2 separate regions of the Capra hircus genome follow, and region 2 is linked to region 1. Evidence: chromatin contacts called from public Hi-C data. All regions are on one chromosome and are shown on one strand. Each heading gives the region's core, a stretch centred on a gene start, on an enhancer-like site or on the middle of the called end of the contact. The rest is flanking DNA. Distances are from core to core; before and after follow the strand shown.

Region 1 (6,747 bases), core at 918-3,417:
GCGGGATCCGGTACCGGAAGTGGTGGTATTCAGAATCTGCTATCACCGCCTGCAGGGGCGAGAAGACGCTGCTTAAGGTTCCCCAGGCAACTGCTGGGTTATTCCCGGCTCGTACCCACGCGGCTTGACTTGGGCACGCACGCAAGCCCCCATGGAGAAAGAGGTCTATTATTCAATGAAACCTCTTGCCATGAGGATTAAATGAGTTCATTGTTGACACCTGAGTGCTTTTTAAGCTTTGGCAGTGGATGCAGTTGCCAGGATTCCTGGATGCATCGCCTTCCTCGGACGCACAGAAAGTGAAGAACAGCCCGGGTAGTGGAGGGTCTTCAGTGACCACCCCCGGCTGGGACTTATTCGGGGTCCTGTCTTCCAAGTCGTCCATTCCCCTGTCCCAGAACTGCTACCTCAGACGCCAGTGGACAGGGAACAAGATAGAGGATGTCCACATCTTCTGGCTGGACTCCCACCCTTTGAGCACTTGGCTCTCACTCTCTCGTCCTTGCTACCCACACATGCCTGCCCTCTGACACTAGTGCGCTTGCGCCAGGGGAGGTGAGGAACTGGGGAAGCCCTGCCCACCTTGGCCACGCCTTTGCTCCCAACCTCTGCCAAGGGCCTTCCTGGCCTTGCCAAGGAAGAGACGTGGGTGTCGGAGCCCGCCCTGTGGAAGAGACGCACCTTGAAGCCTTCTTCGGTGGCAATGAGGAGGACGTCGAAGGGCTGCCCTCGCTGGAAGGGAATGCCTGAGCCCCGCTCCTCTGCACCCCAGGTGCCGCGCTCCAGGGTGTTGAAGACCACCGTGGACTCGTCCAGGCGGGGGTTGAAATGCAGGGCGGCATCACTGCCTGGTTCCTCACTGCACAGCAGGTTCACGTAGAACCTGGCAGGTGGTGGAGAAGAAGAACATTGGATAGAGGAGTTACCCTTTGCCGGAGCACATCCATATTTATAGGAACCTGAGAGCCACACACCAGGGAAAGAGGGGAGATGGACTGGAGACCATGGAGCCCGGATTCCAGGGCACCCAAAAACCAGTGGGAGACCCGGACGCACGTCCACCTAGACCAGGGCCTGGGTCCCCCTCATTTCCAGAGTCTGGGAGATGCCAAGGACTCATGGTCCTGAAGACCAGGGTGCTCCCAGTTCCCAGAGGGCTGGGACAATATCAGGGACCCCCAAATTCCCAGGCACTGTAGATTCTCAGAAATCTTGAAGATCTCCACCCAGGAAGCCCTAGGATTGATTGCCTAGGCCTCCTACATGCCCAGGGCACCTCTGATTCACAGGTTATATTTCCAGAGTGACTGTGGACTTGGACTTGTCATGAGATTGCCCTGGAACCCCCAGATTCTTTGATGTAGGGTCCCCACCTGCACAGTCATGGGACAGATAAGTGAAGACATCAGATTCCAGAAGGACAGAAATAGCCTGGGGATTCCAAGATCCTGGTGGGCAAAGTTGGCCTGGGGCTTTGTTCTCTGGGCTGTAAAAGTGGGGTTCACTGAGCCTGGAAACCTCCCACCCGTTACTGCTGAGGCTCGGGGGTCTCACCTGCCAGCCTTGTCGGGGACTAAACCACGAATTCTCAACACGGTGCCCACTCGGATGCCCTCGGGCAGTGCGGTCTTGTGGGGGACGTTCTGCAGCAGCCAGAGTGGATCAGGGAGGCAGAGGAGAGAGACAAGTGGGTCAGCTGTGGGGAGAACATGAGCAGGACCCAGAGCAGCAGAATCAGAGAGCAGAAAGGGCACAGAGACACGGGAAAGAGAGCCAGGGGCGCAGAGGAACACAGGGACTCAGCAGGCAGATACTCAGAGGGACAGAAAGATAGACAGCAGGGGGAACCAATGGGGGGAGGGATGGGAGCATGGGGATGGATTGGGTGAGCCCAGAAACCACAGCCCAGAACATCCTGGCACACCGGGACACCCACTTTCTCCTTGAAACAGGAGCCCTCAGCCAAGCCCCAGCCCCTCCCCTCTGCCAGTGCAGCCTTGGGTCCAAACCCCTCAAGCCCCCACACCGCGAGTACTCACAAAGCTCCCGGCCATGGCTGCAACAGCGGGACGGCAGTGGCGGTGGGGGTATGGCTGCTGGGACCTTAAGTCAAAGCAGGGCGTGCCTGGCCCTGGTGACTCACCCTTTCCACACCCACCACCCACACCTGGCACAGACCCTGGCCCTGGGGCCATGCTGGCCCAGCACCCTCTTTCCAGGGCCTCTGATGCCCCTGCCGTCCTGAGGCTTCCCAGGTGTACGGTCCCTCCCCTTTGAGTTAATAGTGATAGGAACAGTTAACAATAATAACCATAACAGCACAGCGTGGAAGGCTTGTTGAGACACCATCCCTCCAGCCCTACCTTCCTGCTACCTGGTGGAGAGAGAAGGCTCTCACATCCATTTCATCATGGAAAACCTGAGTCCTGAGAGGTGAAGCTGTGAGCTGAAACTCTGTGCCCTCTCTCCTAGGGCTAAGGATGGGTGTCCCCTGAAATTCCAGTTGATGCTTCTGTAATAATAATAACCATGGCACCAGGATAATGACAGGAAAGGCCGCTAAGAGAGACAGGATATTCTGCCCAGTGGTCAAAGCTGTATCCTTGGTGCCTAGTGCAGTGCCTGGCACACAGTAGGTGCTCAGTAAATGTGGATGAAAGTAAGAAGGAAAGGTAATGAGAAGTGCCACTGACAAAGCCTCGGGCTTGCCTAGCATGTGGGAGAGACCACCGATCTCCGACAGGCCACTGAGCATAGGGCCACTGATCACCCTTATGTGACAGACAAGGAAACTGAGGCTCAGAAAGGAGAAGCAGTTTGCCCGAGAAACACAGCTAAGCAGAACCATGTAGCCTGTGTGTCTGGCTTTCTTCATCTCTGGAAGCTCCTCTCTGGTTTTCTCTCCAGGATGCCCTAGTCTCTCTGGCTGTCCTGTGTCTCTGTCCTCCCCTGTCTCTCTCACATGTTCCTGTCTATTTCTCTTCTTTGAGTCTCTCTCCTTCCACCTCCCAGAATGGCCTCCTCTCTCCCACCTGGTGTTCAGGATAAGGGAAGGGAGTGGGGGGCAGAGGGGAAGGGTGTGTTAGGACCCACTCCCAGCCCAGTCCAAGGAAGAAAAAAATGTGGGCCCCTCTGCCCAGGCCAAGTCCCCACAGCCCAAGGCTCCTGCAGGGGCATGCAGGTATGAAGGGTGGTGTGAGAGGGAGAATGTTGATAGAGGGTTCTGGAAGGCAAGGAGCAGGGCAGTGGGGAGCTGAGCAGAAATTCCTCCCAGAAGCACCAGCAGCCTACCACTCCAGTTCCATCTCCCCACCCCACCCACCCCTGTTGGTGCCCCACCCAGCAGAGGGAGAAAAGGCCTGGGGCTGAGTCAGGAATGGAGCCTTTGGGTGGAGATGAGCAGAGTCAGAACCTGATCCACCGCCCTCAGCCTCCCAGCCTTCAGCCCCATCACTGCACAGCTGGTGCAGCTGGTGGGCGCAAGCGTCTCAGAGAGCAAGGGTGGGAAACTGCATTTGGGTGGGGGCCACAGTCACCTCCATTTGGCAGAAGAGAAAGTGGGCTTGGAGAGGGCCAGCCTCTCCCCAAGGCCTCATGGAGAGGACGGGGCCAGGGGCTGGAGCTGATCTGTGTGCCAAGGACGCATACCTCATGGAGATCTTAAATAGAGAGGACAAGGACTTCCCTGGTTGATCCAATGGCTAAAATTGCACTTCCAATGCAGAGGGCCTGCGTTCGAGCCCTGGTCAGTGAACTAAGATCCCAGATGTGGCAGCTCAGCTGGGACACTGAAGTTAGGAAGCCTACACACCACAACAAAGACCCAGCACACCCGAAATAAAACAAATAAAAGTATTTTTAAATCTGGAGAGGACTGCGGGGTTTGAGGTGATGACATCGACGTCTGTTCGGATGGAGAGTTTCCCAGAATGATGGGTTCTGTTATTCTGATCAGTAATCTTTTTGTATATGTCATTCTGTATATTGCTGTGTATCCTGGTAGTTTATCTTTTCCTGATTTCTTCATTGTCTCTGGATATTTCTCCACATGCTGCCGACCTGCACGTCCAGGCTTGTTTTTGATGTTTGGTCAAATGAGGCATTCGATCTGTTATCAGTTTGATTGCTGGTTCATTTCTCATAACTCAGATGTGGGATGCATTCTTATTCATCTGTGTTGATTATCTTCTATCAGTTTGGAAATAATATACTTGATATCTTTTTTTTAAAACTTCTAAATAAGTGGTGAATGTAGTTATTTCCCAATACTCTTTTTGCTTTCCCAAGCTATATGCCACACTCATAAATCAGATCACCCAGGTTTCAACAGAATACTTCCATGAGTCTTAATGATGTCCAGACCTGGGCAACCCCCACCCCCATCAAGGTTTATCTCCTGAAAAAGTCTGCTCCCCCCACCTCAGGACACACTGTCATTCCTTAGTATCGAGCCAACATGTTCATTTGCCATGAAAATAGAGAGAAGGATGCCCAGCAGGTTGTGTGTGTCTCTCCTTCCACCTTCCGGAATCACCTCCTGCAGAAATGACTGGGGGAGGGCTTCCCTGGTGGTCCAGTGGTCGGTTAAGAATCTGCCTTGCAATGCAAGGGACCCTGGTTTGATCCCTGGTCCCGGAAGAGCCCCGATGCCGTGGAGCAACTAATCCATGGGCCACAGCTACTGAGCCCACACTCTAGGGCCCTCGTGCTTCAACTCCTGAAGCTTGTGTGCCTAGAGCCCATCCTCCATAAAAGAGAAGCCACCGCAATGAGAAGCTGGCCACCACAGCTAGTGAGTAGCCCGCAGTCTCTGCAAACAGAGAAAGCCTGGGTGCAGCAATGAAGACCCACCACAGCCAGAAGATAAAATACATAAAAAGAAACAACCGGGGATATGTGTGCTACCACTACCAAGAGCTCTAGACCCCCAACTCTGCAACAAGAGAAGCCGGTATAGCACAACTAGAGAAAGCCAGCACGCAGCAATGAAGACCCAGGTCAGAAGAAATAAAAAGAAACAACTGGGGCGAGAAGTAATACTAAGTGCCCCCACAGCTGTCCAGGAATTGAAAATCCCAGGCTCTGTCAATGTCAGCTTCTTGGTGACTTTGGGTTGGTTTTCATATTCAGTGAAGATGTCCCAGGAGCTGGGACTTAACCCACTGGGCTTGCAGGACCTTATTCCTGGACTGGGGATTGCCCTGGGCCCTCGACAGTGAAAGCTCTGAATCCTAACCACTGGACCACAAGGAAATGCCCCCAAATTGGACGTTTCTTTTTAATTTATTTTTTAAAATGTATGTATTTACTTGCCTGAGTCACGTGTTAGTTGCGGCTTAGTTTCCCTGCTGCGTGTGGGATCCTAGTTCCCTGACCAGGGATCGATCCCATGTCCCCTGCACTAGAAAGCGAGTTCTCAACCACTGGCCCACCAGGAAAGTCCCCCATTCTAACCATTTTTTAAATGTACAGTTCAGTGGCCTTAAGTACATTCCCATGTTGTGCAACCCTTACCATCAATATCTCCAGCACTTTTTCACCTTCCCCAACTGAAAGTTGTACCCACTAAATACTCACTTTCTCTTCCCCTATCCCCAGCCCCTGACCACCACCATTCTACTTCCTGTCTCTGTGAATTTGGCTGCTCTGGGTACCTTGTGTAAGTGAAATCATACTTGCCCTCTGTGATCGATGAGCATTATATACACATAAAAGAGAAAGTCAATTGTAAATACCTGTGTGTGTTGAAAGGTGACAAATATGTCACCCAAAATATGCCCTTTGGTATAAGGATTATTTTGAGCTTTCAGCACTTGAAAAAAAAGCAAATACAGGAAGGTCATTCTAATCTCCACTCTTCTCCTGAAAACAGGAGATAAAAACTGCCAAGTGAAAGATGCTCTACTTGTACCTTAAGAAAGTAACAATTTTATCAGCAAGGTGAGACCTAGGGAGGCCTTGTTAAAATAATTGTCTGGGACTTCCCTGGCAATCCAGTGGTTAAGACTCTGCACTCCCACTTCGGGGGAACTAAGATCATACACGGCCATTGCAGCCAAAAAAAAAAAAGATTCCTATCTTCCTTTAGCCTCCCCACGTATTAGTTCAGTTACTTTCCCACAATTCCTTTCATTGTTCTTAACTGGTAGGTGTAGCTGCTTCTTTGTGTTTATTTCCTTATGCGGGCTCCAGGACCATGTAAAACATTTTAATGTGTATTCATTTCTTCTGTGTTGATTTGGTACGTCAGTTTAATTCTCAGGACTTGCCGAAAGAAAAAAAAAAAAGGAAAATAAAGGCAAAAATTTGCCTACCCTACCATATGTAGACATACACTTGTTTTCCTGTATTCCCACCTGGTCCCTGCAGAGGGCCTGGGAGCAGAGACATCTGAATGGCAGTGAGCACACTTGCACTCAGGCTTCCCTCCAAGGGTAAAGAATCTGCCTCCAATGCAGGAGATCTGAGTTTGATCCCTGGGTGGGGAAGATCCCCTGAAGAAGGGAGCACTACCCACCCCAGTATTCTTGCTGGAGCATCCCATGGACAGAGGAGCCTGGCAGGCTACTGTCCACGGGGTCACAAAGAGTCAGACACGACTGAGCAACTAACACTTTCACTTTTCACACAGTGGCCCCCAGATCTTGGTTCCTAAGGACCATATCTTTCTGTACTGAAGGAACTACTGTAGAAATGACTGCTTCCCAGGCTCAGACAAGGAGCATACAAGATGTGCTGGGAACGACT
Region 2 (6,749 bases), core at 3,419-5,918, 93 kb after region 1:
GGAGGAGGAGGAGGAGGTAAGAGGCTCTGGGTTGGGGCTGCAGCCTGCCCACGCCACCCTCTTCATTGTCAATACAAACACATCTCAGTCATGGGAGAGCCTCCTGGGGCGTTTGCCCTGCCCAGGGAGGACCTCTTCCCAGCACCAGTCCACAGGTATTACATGAAAGAACAAATAAGCAGACACTTGTCCCCAAAAGGGGCAACTGGGTTCCACCAACCCCCAGCTTGGGGAATCTGGACTTGGGAGTGAAGTTCTTCCCGTGGGTCTTTTTTTTTTTTTTTTTAATTTATTGATTTTTGGCTGTGCTAGGTCTTCATTGCTACACGGGCTTTCCTCTAGTTTCGGTGAGTGGGGGCTACTTTTTAGTTGTGGCGCATGAGCTTCTCATTGAGGTGGCTTTTCTTGGAGCATGGGTTTTAGGGCGCATGGGCTTCAGTAGTTGAGGCTGCCGGACTCTAGAGCACAGGCTCAATAGTTGTGGTGCACACATGGGGCTTAGTTGCTCCACAGCATGTGGGATCTTCCCAGATCAGAGATCAAACCTACGTCTTCTGCACTGGCAGGTGGATTCTTTATCACTGAGCCACCGGAGAAGCCCTTCCCATGGGCCCTTGAGGGCAGCCCTACTTCCACCACGCGTCAGGTCAGAGAGACCTGGTAGGTGCTAGGTCAGTGGCAGAGAGGGAAGAATTATGCAGATAATCCTGGGATGGGGACAAAACCTTAGGTCCAGGTGCTTCCCACTCTTAGGCTTGGTGACAGACCCCCTCCCCTCAACACACACACCATGCTAGGACAATCCTCCTCATTGCTTATTGATCAAAGCTGTAAAGGCCTCTGTCACTTGCAACCCACAGAATCCTTGCTTGTTCATTCAAATATTCACTCATTCCTTCAACAAATATTTATATAGAGCAATGTGTTAAGGTCTGCCATTTACTTTAAAATATTTCTGCATTGACAGCTCATGATATTTTGTGGGTGATCCTTGTGTTACTGCTGGAAGGGACAGATAATGGGGTAATGTTAATTGTACATGACCCCCAGCTGCTTGCACTTGGGCTATTCAGGAACCCTTGCCCCAAGGGCAGTCAGCTGGCATTTTGTCAGAAGGGCTACACTCCCAAAGCCCTACTATCAGCACTGCAGCTGTCCTTGTCCCACATGGACACCAGAGGCTTTGTGAAATCAGCATAAAGAAGGTCAGAAATGGGTTTGCATGGATGAAATAAGTGGCTTCTTAATTAGCACAATGGATATCAGAACTCAACTCTCACTGGCATTCTAGAAATGTGGATTGACTGGGTTTTTCTTCTTCTTCTCTTTTTGGACACTCTGCCCTCACGTGAACAGGGACAATGACTTTAGCAAGCCCTGGAGTCTCTTCCCTTAGAGACAGCCCCTACCCAAACTTCATACCAGCGTTGTGTGCAGCTTCACATGTCATGGACTCCGCTCACCTGAATCCGGCTAATGGCCTGGCTGAACCCTGTGTCTCTGGGGCAGTGCTGTCCAATATGGTGGTTAGAGCCACATGTGGCTTTTACGTTTTAATTAATACAAGCTGAAGAAAGTTAGAGATTCGGCTCCTTGGTCATTTTAGCCACATTATAAGAGCTCAGTTGCCTCATGAGCAGATGGCTGCTATGTTGGACAGTGAAGATATATATAGAACATGACCCTGACTCCAGAAAGTTCTCTTAGATACTTCTGGTCTTCTTAGAATGTAGTTGTGTTGGCCTGGATGAGGCCTTCATATAAGAAGGGGTCAGAACACCCAAAGGACAAAGGGCTAGGGTTTCATGACCTCATCCAACAGGCTGCATGACCACGTGGAGGCTGGTATACTAACACACGTTGCCGTGTCTGGAGCCTGCATCCATTATACCCTGGCTATGAGATGGGGTTGGGAGCAGAGAACCCCCACTGCCACCTCACATCTTTAGGGGCTGCCATTACCTGCTAAAAAGAGCCGCAGGGACTTCCCTGGGAGTCCAGTGATGGAGACTCCACTCCCAATGCAGGAGGCCTGGGTTCGATTCCTGGTCAGGGAACTAGATCCCACATGCCCCAACTAAAGACCCCACATGCTATAATAAAGATCAAAGATCCTGCATGCCTCGATTGAAACCTGGCACAGCCAAATACATAAACAAATTTTAAAGAGAGAGAGAGAAAGGAAGAGCTGCAGAGCTGCACAGGACAGAGCTGGTGTCTGTGTATGGAGACCCTTTCCCTGGTGCTGAGGGGCAGACAGGGACGGGAAGCCTGCCCTCGGGGGTAACCTCCAGCCCCTCACCTTTCATCCAGCTCAGTGAGTACTCCTGCCGGCAGCCTGAGCTGATGCAGTGGGACGTGTAGAAGGTGCCGTGGGCCTCCACCAGGTCTTCGGGCTCCAGCCCAGCCACTCGCTCCAGGGTGTCTATGTTCTGGAGGGAGACACGGAGGGGAGCGGGTCAGGAGTGAACCACCTTCCCCTCCCAGGGGTCAGAAGACAGAGCAGGGGACTGCAGCTGAGAGAGGCAAGTGGGATAGGCTGAGAAGAGAGGAGGGGAGAGGCAGGGGTGTGTCTAAAACTCTTTGTTTCCCCCTGATGGTGCCTCTGAAAAGTCAGTCATGGATGCTTCAAGGCAGGGGCCCAAATTCAAGTGCCTATGAACCCAGGCCACTGCCACCAACCAGCCCTGGTGTTTTTCTGCAAAATCAGGTCATTTTCCTTTCCTTTTGTGGAAAATTTGTTCTGTTAGAACCAGACTCTCTAGTGGCACCAGCCAAAAATTTGGTGAAATAAATGTACCAATCTTCAGTGTCTCTGCTGTAAACACAACCCTCTCAGATCTGGCATCCTTGTGCAGTACCCAACCTGCACAGCTGTCTGTGGCAGGCTTGGCCAGATATGAACACAAATCAATGAATCAGGAAGTTTTTTTGAGTTTTAATTACAGTTTTCCTATTTAACAGTTGGGTTTCTTACTGTGATCTGCTGCATAGATAGTATATTAAATTCTTTTCAGACAGAATTACTTTCCTTAGTCAACACACAAGGATATTTGTCTCTTTCACATTTGCGCTTTCTCCAGCCATTTTGGAGCAGCTTTTGTTTGCCCACGAGAAATGCCACTGAGGCAGGTGCTTCTGGAGGACCTAGCGGACGTTACAGAGATGGCCAGGAACGTGCGGTCCACAGCTGACCCAATAAGGTTTCCCAGAGACTCTGTGAACCACCATTCCACTTCCAACTGCCCTCTCTGCTTCCAGTCAGCCATCAGTTTACCCCCAAAACATGCAGACAAGAGTCTCTGTTTCCAGACTTTCTGCGGCTTTCCCTTGCCCCAGCCTGGTAGAAATGCTAGTTTTGCCTTTGTTCCTGGACTTAGTTTACCAACTTCCTCACACGCGAGCAAGCAGTGTGTATGCAAATAACAGGGCTTCCCTGGTGCTCGGATGGTAAAGAAGGAGGGAGACCTGGGTTCGATGGCTGGGTGGGGAAGATTCCCCTGGAGAAAGGAATGGCAACCCACTCCAGTATTCTTGCCTGGAGAATCCCATGGACAGAGGAGCCTGGTGGGCTACAGTCCGTGCATGGGATCGCAGAGAGCTGGACATGACTGAGCAACTAACACTACTCACTACTACTCATGCAAATAACTAAATGGCATATCAAAGGACTACCTACGGGCCTCTGTGTTACCTTTTGATGCCCCTTAAGAGAAGTTATCTATTTGGTTGCACCAGGTTGTGGCACGAGGGATCTTTGATCTTCGTTGGTGCATGCAGGGTCTTTGGTTGTGGCATGTAGGATTTTGTTCCCTGACCAGGGATAGAACCTAGGCTCTCTGCACTGGGAGCTTGGAGTCAGCCACTGGACCACCAGGGAAGTCCCTTGATGCCACTTTTGATGGGCACCCACAAATAACAAAAACAAATGCGGCTGGGGAGTTCCCTGGTTGTCCAGTGGTTAGGACTTGGTCCTTTCACTGCCATGGTCTGGGTTCAATCCCTGGTTGGGGAACTAAGATCTTGCAAGCTGTGAGCACAGCCAAAAAGAAAAAAAGAATGTGCCCAGATTTCCTGAGTGTTCTAGTGGTTAAGCGTCTGCTGACGATGCAGGGGACATGAGTTCGATCCCTGGGCTGGGAAGATTCCACATGCCTTGGGGCAACTCAGCCCAAGCATCACAACTACTGAGCCTGTGCTCTAGAGCCCATGCACCACAACTTCTGAAGCCAGCGCATCGAGGAACCTTGGCACCATAATGAAGAGCGCAACTAGAATGCACTCTTCAACTAGCGTGCAACCAACGAAGGGCAGCCCCTGCTCATGGCAACTAGAGAGAGCCCACATGTAGGAACACAGACTCAGTGCAGCCAAAAAGCAACAAATCTTGAAAAAAAAAAAAATCTATCTTAAAAAAAAAAATGATGTGGCTGACCCACATGTACTAGTATGAAGGAATCTCTTCAAGATGTTAGAAGGCCCTGTGTACAAGATGTGGAAAAAGTCAACATATGAATTTTTTTGTTGCTTGCCTAAGTGTGGACCATTTTTAAAGGAAACCCAAGAAGCAGGCAACAGTAGTGGCCCCCGGGGAGGGAAGCTGGGGCTGGGGAATATGGCCCAAGAGGCTCAGTATAAAGGACAAGCAGCAATGACCGCATGGAGACACAGAGCAGCTGGCGTCTGGCCTCAGTGCCAGGCAGGGAACAGGGTGTGGTGAGGAGGTGGGCCACTCAGCTCTAGTCAACTGCTCCCCCCTCCACCCCCTCCTTGAAAGCCACCCAGGGTGCAGCCAGCTCTTCCAGATCTGCAAGAGGAGCCTGAAGTCTGAGTTTTCGTCTGTAATCTCTTTTGATTGTCAAACCTTAGCTCACTTTCGGTTTCAAGACATCATGTCTCTGACTGACATGTTTTTAAAAAGCATGAATTGTGCTTCTCCAGTGGCTCAGTGTTAAAATATTCGTGTGCCGATGCAGATGTGAATTTGATCCCTGGTCTGGAAAGATCCCACATGCCAAGGGACAACTAGGGACAACTGAGCAACTACTGGAGCCCAAACAAAGCCCCTAAAGTCTGTGCTCCACAACAAGAGAAGTCACTGCAACAAGAAGCCCCTGCACGGCAACGAGAGAGCAGCCCCTGCTTGCTGCAACTACAGAAAAGCCTGTGCAGCAAGAAGACCCAGCACAGTCAAAAACAAATAGGCTCCTCCCCTATAAATGGGAGGGTTTTTTTAATTAATAAAAAGCATGAAGCTGCTGTGTGGCTGGGTATAAGGAAGGGTCTTCTAGATAAGGGCTTAAGGAAAAGAAAGCTGAGTATAAATCCAATGTATAATGTGAATGCCACAGATATAGATTCAAAAGAGTGGAGATCACAGTGACTTGACTGAAGGAGACAACTGTTCTTCTGTTTGAATGGATCCTTGTGTCTTGAGATAAAAATAGCATCTCTTCAAAAGTGCTACATCGTTACAATTCAGGAAGACCTGAAGACAGCTTGTTGCAGAAAACTGGGTCAATGTCTCAAAAAGGGGCTGAGGTTGAAGAAGAGGGTGAGGAGGAGTTGAAAAACAGAATGGTTTCATGAAACATGAGAGTGGAAAAAATGTTTCCACCTGTGTGTAATGTACTGCGCCAGTGTGAATATATATGCAGACTTCAGTCTGTGTGTGAAGTATTCTAAGTAAGGGGAAATGCCACCGCATTTCACACTGACCCCAGAACATATTCATGTTGGCTTTCATGTAAAAATACTCTGTAGCTGCTGTGCTTTCATGGTTTGGGGCAGGGGAGGGGAGTGCCTCATATGGAGCTGGGGAGTCAGCCCTCTGAGCATCTGGGATGAACCACGTGGTCCTGGCCCTGGGTTTCTCATGCTGGGACCCCTGTGATCTCCTGGTCTCTCTTGCTCTCCAGCTCGAGTCCAGAAGCCTTAGTGTCTGGCTGTCTATCTGCCTACAGCTCCATGTGACTGTCTAATGGGCATCTCAACCTCCATGTGCCTTCAACCAAACTCCTCCTCTGCCCCCAAGGCCTGCACATCCCACTCTCTCAGTAAAAGACAGCAGGTGCTCAGGCTGAGAGATGTCCAGCCATCCCTGGCTCTTCTGCTTCTCTCAAGAACTGTTCATTCAATCCAACAGCAAGTCCTGTTAGTTCCACCTTCAAAACGGGTTCACAAGTCACCCACTTCTCCCCTTGGACAGCCCCCTCCCTGGCCCAGCCTCCATCCTCTCCTGCTTGGACCATCACTGCAGCCCCCTTCCTGGCCTCTGTGACCACCCCTACCCCCATTGCTCCCTCCCGCAGTCTGCCCTCCACATGCAGCCAGAGGGACCCTGTGAACACCTGGGGCAGGTCACGTCTTGGCCCTGTCCAGAGCACTCCTGTGGTTCCATCTCCCACTAGGCAAAGGACAAAGCCCTCCCGGTGGGCCCCAAATGCCCACATGGTCCACCTGTCACCTCCCTGACCTCATCTCTTCTGTGCTTTCCTACTGCTGTCCTCGCTCACTCAGATCCAGCTATTTGAACATGCCAAGTGCAGCCTCACCTCAGGGCCTCTGCACTGGCTGTTCCCTTTGCTCCTCTCCCTGAGATGATCCCATGGCTCCCTCCCTCCCCTCCTACAGGTCTTTGTTTAAATGTCCCTTTTTTCTGTGAGGCCTTCCCTGACTTATTGTTCACAACAGCACCCTTCTCCCCACTCACACACAGAACTTCTGATTCTCCTTTTCTGCTCAGGGCA

What was found. Hi-C and Micro-C count contacts between places; a contact is called where the count stands out from the background.
Region 2: a contact with region 1 is called in a Hi-C map of blood, with 4 times the contacts expected there. The contact joins the enhancer-like site here to the promoter of LGALS7 in region 1. A contact is called at or near these places in 3 of 5 Hi-C or Micro-C datasets (all in blood).

Annotation. Positions count from the first base shown.
Region 1 is chr18:49,396,309-49,403,055 of ARS1.2, forward strand. LGALS7 (galectin-7) reads right to left here and starts at 2,168. Exons shown (of 4, transcript XM_018062359.1): 1 at 2,040-2,168; 2 at 1,555-1,643; 3 at 682-883; 4 at 1-49. The coding sequence starts at 2,054.
Region 2 is chr18:49,486,848-49,493,596 of ARS1.2, forward strand. SIRT2 (NAD-dependent protein deacetylase sirtuin-2) reads right to left here. Exons shown (of 16, transcript XM_018062368.1): 9 at 2,303-2,432. Among named protein-coding and RNA genes, the nearest start is that of RINL, 6.5 kb to the left of the region's middle. Within about 2 kb of position 4,669, at least 3 of the 5 cell types and tissues checked have an H3K27ac peak or open chromatin away from gene starts, as enhancers often do.